Linked DNA regions of Sorghum bicolor: region 2 is linked to region 1. A link is a contact called in public HiCAR-type data. All regions are on one chromosome and are shown on one strand. Each heading gives the region's core, a stretch centred on a gene start, on an enhancer-like site or on the middle of the called end of the contact. The rest is flanking DNA. Distances are from core to core; before and after follow the strand shown.

Region 1 (5,465 bases), core at 1,523-4,022:
AAAACGGGTTCTTTTAACTTCTCTAACGTTTTAAAACCGTCTGATTTTGCTCTATAAGCTTACAAACGATCACGACAGTCATCTATACTGTTTAGGACCTGAGGTCCGCGAGAGACCATGCGAAATGGTCTCTAATGTCATCTACATTATTTTAGAATTAATTATATGTATATTTTTATAAAAATATTTTTCAAGATAAATCTATTTAGATAGTTTTTACATTTATAAACTTAACAATTTAAAAGTTATTGATAATTTATATTTTTATGTTTGACGGACGGAGTATGCATCTCGTTATACATGATTGTTTAGGTCTAAATGTGCTCTATGTCGAAATCTTGGCTCCGCCCCTCCAACAATGAATGTCTGTTCATGTGTGTATAAGGCTAGATAACGAGCCTGACTCGGGTCATTATGAACTTGAGTTGGCTCGTTAAACTCGAGCCAAGTATAAAAAATACACAAAATATAATATTTGCATTTATCTAAAGCTTAAAAATAGTAATAATACAAGAATGATATATCCAATAGTCTTAAGTCGAGCAAATATTCATACGAGCTAAGAGCAACTCCAACCATTATGCAAATGGACTTGGCATTTACCAAAATGCATACAACTCCAAAAAAAACCGCTCCAATCATTATGCATTTGGACTTTGCATTTTACATAGCTATGCATTTGGAGAGAGAAACTTGGCATATATGCCAAAGGAGTCCGGCTATGCAAATAGAGATCACGGGATTCTCGGTTCCACCTCGCAGGCTTTTTTCTTCCCTTCGCGCGGTTTCCCTTCGCGCCGCCACCACTTCGCGCGATAAGAGAAGCATCGCGCATCCTCCTTCGCCAGCTTCGCGCGCGCGTTTGGACGAAGCAGCGCACAATAGGACGACGCAGCGCGCGATAGGACGAATCTACGACGCCTTCCTCATCAACGCCGGCTAGGTACGCCTTCTTCATCAATGGTGAACGGGAGACGACGGCGGGCTGTTCGGCGCGGGATCGATTGGCCGCGCGGGAAGGAGTGCCGCGAAACAAAATTTCCGAGAAAAAAAAGATGATGGACTTAGCATTTTGCATAACGGTTGGAGATCACCCGATTTTAGCCTTGCCATTTTCATTTGGGGGTTTGCAATTTGCCTAAAATACATAACTTCAAATGCATAATGGTTGGAGATGCTCTAACATTTCAATTATTTGTAAGGTGTAAGACATGAAATAATACAAAACTAATATAAGTTATGATGACTTTTTCTCTAAAATTGTAGCTCGTTTGGCTCGTGAGCTGGCTCGAGTTGGCTCGTTATAGCTAATAAGCTAAAATCAGCTCATTATGATAACGAGTATAGCTGAGCCAAACCAGCTACAAGCTGAACGTGGTAACGAGCTTCAAGTTTTCTGTCTAGGCTTATGTGTGTATAACTAACACATGTATTGCCTTAAAAAAAACTAACACATCTATTCATATTTTCGATACTTCAGGGCGAAGTGAGTAATAAATAGGATTGTGTATGAAGTGGTTATGCATACATATATTGTCAATAGAAATCTGTTGAACTTCTACGTGGTCTAAGCCGTAATAGATAAATACAAGTATATATTAACAAATAAACATCTAAAGAGGACCGTATAACATTCAAAAAAATCTCATCAAGGCACTACAATATAAAAGCATGATCTTAGAAATAAATAAATAAAATTATCATTTCTTTAGGAAAACACTTTTTCAATGACATTTCTAAGAATTTAGGACTTCTAATTTCAGAACTATTAGAAAATTTTTTGGATGCCTCATAAAAAACTTGTTCTATATCTATTTTTTTTATAAAGTCCACTGATGAAGTTCAATCTACCTCCTTCGTGGTTAACGTAGTACCTTATAGTACGGCTGATATGACACTACATCAGCCAAAGCCGCTCAAAGAAGAATTCAAACACTTTTTAAAATTAGCCTTGTTTAGTTGTAAAAATTTTGTAAAATGGACACGGTAGTATTTTCGTTTGTATTTGACAAATATTATCCAATCATGAACTAAGTAGCCTCAAAAGATTCGTCTCGCAAATTACAGGTAAATTGTGTAATTAGTTATTTCTTTTATCTATATTTAAGTTCTGTGCATGTTCCGCAAGATTCGATATGACATGGAATCTGAAAAATTTTGTAAATTTTTTTTGAAAAGCCGAGCCCAAAGAGAGGTTATATTTTTTAGCTTTTCCTCGCAGGGGTGGTGGGCCCTTCACTGACCCCGCGAAGAGCGGTCCCACTGGCCGCCGTGGAGGACTACTGGGCCGGACGGGGCCGGCCTCGTTTTAAATTCAAGCCTGTGTGGGCTACCTGCGCCTCCGGCTTGACTAGACTGTAGACTCCTCAGCTGGCAACCAAAAAAAAAAAAAAACACCCTGTAATTCCAAGGACGAACAATTTCAGTTCCGTGCCTCTCAAGGTCGCAGCGGTGTTCCTCTTGCTACCTCTCTCTTTTTCTAATCTGATCTGAAAATACAAATATATTATTACTCCATAATTAAAATAAAAGTCACATGTATTAATAATTAATTAATGCATACGAGACCGTAGGCATGATTTTTCTTTAGTAGTATTCTTTTTCAAGCTTTGTACTACCCATGCATGACCATGTCCCCACTGACCGCTGTCTTTGACATTGTTGACTCCGAGTCCCAACCGAAAGCGACGCTTTCCCGAAAACACCCCTCCGGATCCGGCAAATTAGCCCCTCATATACCTCCGCCGCGCGCTTCCCCCCATTCCTCTCTCTTCCTGCTCCTGCTCCTGCTCCTGCTCTCATCCATCCTCCCTCCTCGATCCCCTCCACGCCGGCCCTGCCGGACCGCGCCGCCGCCGCCGGCCGTTCTCCCCCGCGCCGTGCCTGTGGTTCTGGAGCGGGCGGATTCGTTCGGTGCGTTCTTGGCCCGCCGCCGCCTGTCCGTGTGCCGGAGCCTCGTGCTGCGCGCGGCGTGTTGCCTCCTCCTCCTCCTCCAGTCCAGGTGCGCAATCCGGTACCGTGCTCTTTCCATGAGCCGAGGATTGGAATAATCCACCCTTCCTGAATCCTGATGGGCCGTTTCTTTCGTTCCTGTGCAGTTTGCTTCCGAGCCCTTTTGAGATTCCCCGGAGATCTGCTTAATCCGTGCGGGCTCTCTGGTTCCGATGTGCAGACGCTGCTGCCCGTGAGCGCTGGCAGGAGCCTGAGGTACGTCCGAGGTGGAAGAAGAGGAGTTCGTGGCTGGACGAAAGAACAATCCTTTCTTTGTCCACTCGGCGGCCGCCGCTGCTAGCTTCTCCATTCCAGGTCGGTCGGCTTCCAGTCCAGCCAGCCATGGAGGAGGTGGAGGTGGCCAACAGGGCCGCGGTGGAGAGCTGCCACCGGGTGCTGGCCTTGCTCTCGCAGCAGCAGGACCCGGCCCTGCTCAAGAGCATAGCTTCAGAGACGGCCGAAGCCTGCGCCAAGTTCAGGAAAGTAGCCGCCCTCCTCGGCAGTGGCAGTGGCGGTGGCGGCGGCTGCGGCCATGCTAGAGGCAGGTTCTCCAGACGAGTCCGGCCTATGGGTCTCGTGAACCAGAAGAGTCCCTTGGGGAGCGGCAGTGGTGGCGGCGGCAGCCCGCTGGAGATGATGCCCAGCACCGCTGCTGCTGCTGCTGCGGTGGCGGCTCCGTCTCCATCGACTAGCTACGCACAAATGCGAGCTCGGCTTAACGGTGTGCCAGACTCACGAGGGCTGGATTTGGCCTGCTCCAGCAGCAAGAGTGGCGGCCCTCATCCGTTCGGAGCCCCCAAGCTGGTCCAGCCGCTTTCTGTGCAGTTCCAGATTGGGAATGTTGCGCATAGGTACCCGTTCCACCAGCAGCCCCCGTCGCGGCAGAAGCTGCAGGCCGAGATGTTCAAGAGGAGCAACAGTGGGATCAGCCTCAAGTTCGAGAGCCCCAGCCCCAGTGGCGGCGCTGCTGGCACGATGTCGTCTGCGAGATCATTCATGTCGTCCTTGAGCATGGATGGGAGCATGGCTAGCTTGGATGGGAAGCGGCCATTCCATTTGGTTGGCACCCCGGTGGCGAGCGACCCAGCTGATGCCCACCGCGCACCCAAACGGCGGTGCACGGGTAGAGGGGAGGATGGAAGAGGCAAGTGTGCCACTACCGGCAGGTGCCATTGCTCAAAGAGAAGGTAAGTTAGTGTTCTCAGGGCCATTCTTATGCTTGTTGTTATGTCTTGTTGGGTGCAATATTAACTCCCTTGAATCGTGCTTGCTCTGTTTGACAGGAAACTGCGGATTAAGAGATCAATTAAAGTGCCAGCCATTAGCAACAAAATCGCTGATATACCTCCTGATGAGTACTCGTGGCGCAAGTACGGGCAAAAGCCAATTAAGGGTTCCCCCCACCCGAGGTATAATATGAACTGAACAAGAAATATTCAACTAACATGAAAATGTGTATCAAATCCTTTTCAGTCATAATGATTGATGCATTATTCCCCTTGTTGCACCATGAGAGGTGGCATATCTGCATCAGGCTCTCAGGGTGCCCCTTTATCTGTAGAATAATTGTTGGTTGATCCTCCTCTCCACTTTACCTTTTCCTTCCTCCCAAGTGCTTCTGCAACTAAGGCATGTCGATAACATAGTAGCTAGCGCAATTAAATATTTAGTTAGTGGATAATCTCAGGGTTCAACTCTTTTTGTGCCCATTTACTGAGAAAGCAATGATCTATCATGGGGGACCTAAAGTAGGTAAATTATTATTGCTACATGAATTTGAATGCCATGTTAGGCTATCTACATCCTAATCTTGATTGCGCTCATTCCCCTACCCCATATCAACCTTTAATGTCTGCCCGAGATGATAGGAAAATGTAGCTATACCATGAAGGCAAGCACATGGGGCTGATTGTTCCCCCCAATTTCACATATTCTCATATTCTCTTTGACTTCAATCCAATGCAGGGGTTACTACAAATGCAGCAGCGTCAGGGGCTGCCCGGCAAGGAAGCATGTTGAGCGATGCGTAGATGACCCAGCGATGCTAATCGTGACATACGAAGGCGAGCACAACCATAACCAGTTGCCAGCACAGGCTGCCCAGACCTAGAGGATCAGTAAACTGTCGCTCCATTCAGGAAGCGCCTGGGCCATGCCTTTGCTGAAGGATGACCTAGCTGGTCATGTTAGGATCCGAGGCCTTTGAATTTCGAATGCAGCAGCGATGAACATGGATCCATTTGAGAATTTGATGAGCTGCTTGGCCCCTCTTCTTGAGCTACACGCTGTTACAGATGCTATTGTGGGGACTGCTGCCAAGTTGTTCATCTTTCTTGTGAGCTGTGGCATGTAGTATGATTGAAAGATGGTGCAGGAAGGAAAATGCGGCGTCTGATAGCGACCGGTGAGCTTTGTCGCTGAGAGTCTGAAGGGTTGAAAGCAAAGATTGACAAAAGGAAGTGAACAACCGCGCA
Region 2 (5,465 bases), core at 2,148-4,647, 290 kb before region 1:
ATGGCTTGATATTCTCTCTTTGGCTCGATCGCAGCACCTCCCTTTTGTGGTCAAACTTGTATTAGACTATTGAGGCCTACGTGCTAACAAAATGATAGATTATCGTTAACTACTAGATTAAGGCTTTTTGTAATTTTCAAATGGGTTTGATTTCACTTTGTTTAGGGTCGCAACACATCTAGCTCCTATGTTTGAATTTTGGATGCTTGTGTCCACAACCCCAATAGCACGTGCAAAGGCACGCCTCGTTAGAGACATATCAAAGTTTTTTTTGGTGGGGGGGGTTGGTGGGGGGGAGGGGTGATATGCCCAGGGTCAAGACGAGAAAAAAAATCTCTTGTGCAGGTTTAAATTTGTTAGAGCATCCCGCGTGCTAAGTCGACATAATTCTAACACATCGGGTTCATTAGGTGGCAGATAGAGGGTACTGCCGACCACCATATATGGCACACCGAATCACTCTATTAAGTGAAACCCAGAGTGTGGTTCCATCTATCATGACGTCTTTATATACCACCAAAGAAAGCATCAAATGGACATGAGTTGGTAATGACAACATCCATTCATGTCGTGACGTCAACGATGCCAATTGCTTAACGAGTTGGGGGGTTGAGGTGCCTAACTCGCCCAAACTTCTTCCTGGCTCGTTAAATCTATACTTTATTTCAAGCTCGATGGCTCTATGACCTTTGTGTCTCTATCTTCTCCCTTCGGTCGATCATACAATAATATATTATGTAAGGGTAATATAAGTCATATTACTTTATTTGTTTTCACAGTCATGGCTCAAAGGAAAAGTGTGACCATGATTAACGTCATTCTATGTGAAACTGACTGTTGGTCAACTCAACATAGATACGCCGGTAACTTACAAATACACTTTACTTGTTAAGTCGTTCTACCAAATGTTCTCATTTCACATCAAATAGTAGAAACCTTTTGTACACACATTGAGGTAAATGGGAATAATGCAAAACCCACTTAAAGGAGCATACTACACCATTACTAGAAGGGTAACTATTACTTTATTGGCTAAAGTTGGAAATAGTACTAGCCCAACAAGTTTACATGTATACTATGACTCATTGCACAAAAGTTTACATAAATGTGAATATATTACTGTACACTATTGAATAATAATAATAATAATAATAATAATAATAATAATAATAATAATAATAATAATAATAATAATAATAATAATAATAATAATAATAATAATAATAATAATAATAATAATAATAATAATAATAATAATAATAATAATAATAATATGGAAGTAAAATAGAGCATTTTAAGGTAATCCAAACTGTAGTGTGCAGCCGTCCACTATAAGGTTATCCATGTTTTGGCATCTCTATCGTAAAAAGAGGTGCTCGTTTTATTATAAAACCACTCATTGCTTCGTGATAGACCCAAAATCAGTTATTGCATAACAAACAAGCACCACAATAAGTTGGCACATGCCGTTTTAGGGACCGTGATCAATAAGGTACGGAGATTTGATTTGCTCCATGAAATTATTATTCTTACTGGCCATTTATTTTCTTAAAATGTCAATATCAAGATGCGTGTAGCAATGAAAATTGAAACTAATAAACCCGGACGAAATTCTGATAATATTCTGATCATGGAGAAAGTATGCAATATGCATGCCAGTTTTTTTCTTTGATTTTGAAGACTCTCATGGGAAATTCGAACTTGCTTACATATTTGAATTATGATGCATGGACTGGATATTTGAGTTTCGAGCACAGATATTTTCCTCCAACCACAACATTTCTTTTTAGCATGTTATAAAGCAACACTTCTTTTAACATGTTTAATCTTGTGTGTAGCATTTTGACATTTCTAAAATTGAAGAAATGTAGGACCAGATCGATGAGCTGCTTGTTTTTGGTAGGCAAACTCTCTTATGTCTGCTACTACATCCATACTAATTTTTTGCAATAACATACATGCAAGTAATTTCCCTGTACTAGTTCGTGGAACAATAAGCTGGTTTCTACATACAATTTATATCAAGAAAAATACAATGAACAGTAGAGCAAAAAAATAATAATTTAAATGCATTACAAATACATAAGGATACAATTACTTTACATGGACTAATATCAACGTCATTGGCACCAGGTCACCAGCCTGAATTCCAGAAGACTGCACGGCCTTGTTTAGCTGAGAAGATAAAAGTTTTTGGGTACACTTTCGTTTTTATTTGGTAATTATTATTCAATTATGGACTAACTAGATTCAGAAGATCCGTCTCGCAAATTACAGATAAATTATGTAATTAGTTATTATAGTAAATATTCTATACATGTGCCCCGGTAAGATTTAATGTGACTACGAATCTTGAAAAGCTTTTAAATTTTAAGATAAACTAAGCAAGGCCGTAAGAAACAAAGAGAGGTGGGGCTGGAGTACACCAAATTCTTCCAAAATTCAAAGAGAGGTGGAGCTGGAGTACATCAAGGCCATGTTTAGTTTCTAAATTGAAAAATTTCGCGACACCGTAGCACTTTCGTTTGTTTATAATAATTATTGTCTAACAATAGACTAACTAGGCTCAAAAGATCCGTCTTGTAAATTTCGACCAAACTGTGCAATTAATTTTTATTTTCGTCTATATTTAATACTTTATGCATGCGCCTAAAGACTCGATGCAACGCAGAATCTTGAAAAATTTTAAATTTTAGGGTGGAAATAAACAAGGTCCAAATTCTTCCAAAATACCATCGTGAGACAAAAAAAGAAGTTTGAAAAAAAAACCAAAAAGGCTCTATGACCAGGCACAAGATGAAAAGGACCCAATTTGTTAAGGATGTATTTAGGTCTAGAAACTTTTTAAATTTATATACTGTAATATTTTTATTTATATTTGATATCATTTGTATTTGGTAATTAATGTTTAATTATAGACTAACTAAACTAAAAAGAATCGTCTCACGATTTACAGATAAATTATATAATTATTTATTTTGTCTATATTTAATATTTTAAATATATATTCAAAAATTTGATGTGACGAGAAATCTTATAAACTTTTTTGGAATTTGAAGTTATCTAAACAGGCGCTAAGCTCAGCAATCATGGCCACTATGTTTTGCCGTGCAGGCCGAAAAAAATAAATCAATTATTTCATCCTGTCCTGTCTCCCACCTGCTTTTGCTCAAACTGTTTCCCACATGCAACATTATTAAAAAAAATTCAAATACATATTCCACCCCTTCTCTGTACTACATATACTGATATACCAATAGCATCCTTTTCAGTTGTGATGATATATAAAAAAGAAAAAAACCAATAAAAAAATGTCCCCTTGCGGGTAAGCTGTCTTCCCTCCCTCTGGTGTGGGTTTGTGGTGCCCCATCATTTTCGGGCTATTTAAGGCACCCATTCCCCTCCATTCCCTTCCTTCCTCCTCATCCAGCACAGGGAGCTCCACTCAAAGCTTGAGCTTTATTTTTTCTTGTTTTGTTTTATTTTCTTGGTAGGAGTAACAATAGTTCCTGGCTGCCTGCCTTCCTCCCTATCCTAGGAGCAGGAGGAGAGAAATCCAGAGGCAAAAGCTTCAGGTAAACAAACATGGCACCCTCTCCCTCCTCCTGTCTTCCATCCCTTCTGAATAGCTCAGATCTGTTCTTATTTGTTCCTGCACCAGTTCATCTTAGCTAGCAACATGCCTGTTCCTTGCTGCAAATTTCTCTCTGAAGGATTTGTGGTTTATTATTTTGGGTAAGGCCAGTGGTCATTCTCTATACTGGTGTCATGTCAAAATAACATGCTTTCTTGCACCCATATGTTTGAAGATTCATTTTTACGAGGAAAACTGTCACTAATCCTTCACCAAGCTTTACCTCACCATATAGGTCTCATAAAATCTTGTCCCTGTCCTGTTTTCTCCTCAGATCTGCACACCTGTTATGAAATATTTCATCTTTTTTCTTCGTGGACAACTCAACTACCGTAGCTAACCATTTCTTGCGATGTGTTTGTTCTTGCAGGGTTTGTATAAATTCTAGATCTAATCGACTAACCAGAAAAAAAACAAAAAGAAAGCGAGAAAGCATGAGTCACTTCGCCGCCACCATGAAGAGCCCCGTAGCCGTCGCGGCGCCGGTCGCCGCCGCTGCCGGCGACGCCAAGAGCCCTCTCTTCTGCCCCAAGCCGCGGCGCCCCGTGGCGCCTCTCCGGTGCCACCAGAGCGGCGGGTTCTCCGACGCCGGCATGGATCTGCTCGACCTCCTCCTCTCAAAGGTGGGATCTTTCGCCTCCTCGTCCACGGATTTCCTCCTCAAAGGTGTTTTTTTGCACTGCTTCCCTCGACATGGCGCTGACGTTTTCCTGTCGGAACGTGTTCTTGGCAGGGAGAGGAGAGCGGTCTGTCGGCGGCGTCCCCGCAGCCGCCGCTGTTCTGCGGCTCGCCACCGCGGCGAGCGTCGAATCCGGTGGTCCACGACAGCCGGTTCGGCATGGACTGCCCGGCCATGCCCATGCCCATGCCCATGCCGGGACTGCCGGTGGTGGCCGCCGCCGCCCCAGTGGCCGTCCAGCGGCCGACCCCGCGCCCGTCAGTGGCGGCGGCGCCGTCCATGTCGCCGCGCGGCGGGGCCGGCGGGTGCGCCCGCGCCCGGTTCGCGTTCCAGCCCGCCGCGGTCCGCGTCGAGGGTTTTGACTGCCTCGACCGCAGTCGCGGTGGCCGCGGCCATGGCATCACCGCCATGGCCTAGATGCACATACAACACCCCAAGTAACCCTGAGACCCCTCCTTCCCCCCTCTATCCATGGCGCAAAAAAAAAAGCCATCCTTGGCTTGGTTGGAGGAGAGGGGAAGGGGAAAATTGAGAGGATCAATTCGTCCTAAATTTTAACCCCCCCCTAAAAACTACTACTTTATATAAATCCGTCCCATCCATCCATCTTCCACCAAACCAACCAATCCATCCCACAATCATAATGAGTTTAGGTAATTTTACCACAGATCTTTTTTGTATGTAAATAAAGTTTCAGGTTCAGGCTCGTCATCATGTAAATTCGGGAGCACTACTACTAGCTGGGGAAGGGAATGAAATTGGGTAGAAATTAGAGGGAGGAGCAGGGACAACAAAGAAGAAGAATGCCCCTCTTGGATCAATCAAGATTTCCTCATCTGTCCCTGCCTCTTGTCTCTGGGAGGAGGATTGGTTTAGTGATTGGATTAGGTGGGAGGGAGGTTGGGATTAGTTAGGTAATCTGTCGTAGTTTCATCAATCAATGATGCTTTTTCTTTTTGGTTTTTGATGATGATGGAAATTGTTTTTTGTCCGTCCGTCCGTCCATGCAACCAAGAAATTTCTTTGTCCCAAGGCCATGGAGAATCTGTACAAAAGAGTGGCTACCTACAAGAGGAGAGAGTTGAGTTTGTCTGAGAGCAGAAGCAGAAGCTAGGTTTAAGTCAGTCGGTCAGCCAGTCAGTGGATGAGCTG

The links. HiCAR-type assays count read pairs that join an accessible place to other places.
Region 2: a HiCAR-type map of leaf shows a contact between it and region 1, with 3 times the contacts expected there. The contact joins the promoter of LOC8076644 here to the promoter of LOC8069747 in region 1. A contact is called at or near these places in 1 of 4 Hi-C or Micro-C datasets (leaf mesophyll) and 1 of 1 datasets of contacts at active chromatin or transcription factors (leaf).

What each region holds. Positions count from the first base shown.
Region 1 is chr8:58,584,592-58,590,056 of Sorghum_bicolor_NCBIv3, reverse strand. It overlaps LOC8069747 (probable WRKY transcription factor 74), which reads left to right and starts at 2,772. Exons shown (of 4, transcript XM_002443438.2): 1 at 2,772-3,001; 2 at 3,099-4,178; 3 at 4,275-4,400; 4 at 4,957-5,465. The coding sequence starts at 3,334. The coding sequence ends at 5,101.
Region 2 is chr8:58,875,671-58,881,135 of Sorghum_bicolor_NCBIv3, reverse strand. It overlaps LOC8076644, which reads left to right and starts at 3,397. Exons shown (of 3, transcript XM_002443448.2): 1 at 3,397-3,575; 2 at 4,005-4,257; 3 at 4,368-5,465. The coding sequence starts at 4,069. The coding sequence ends at 4,730.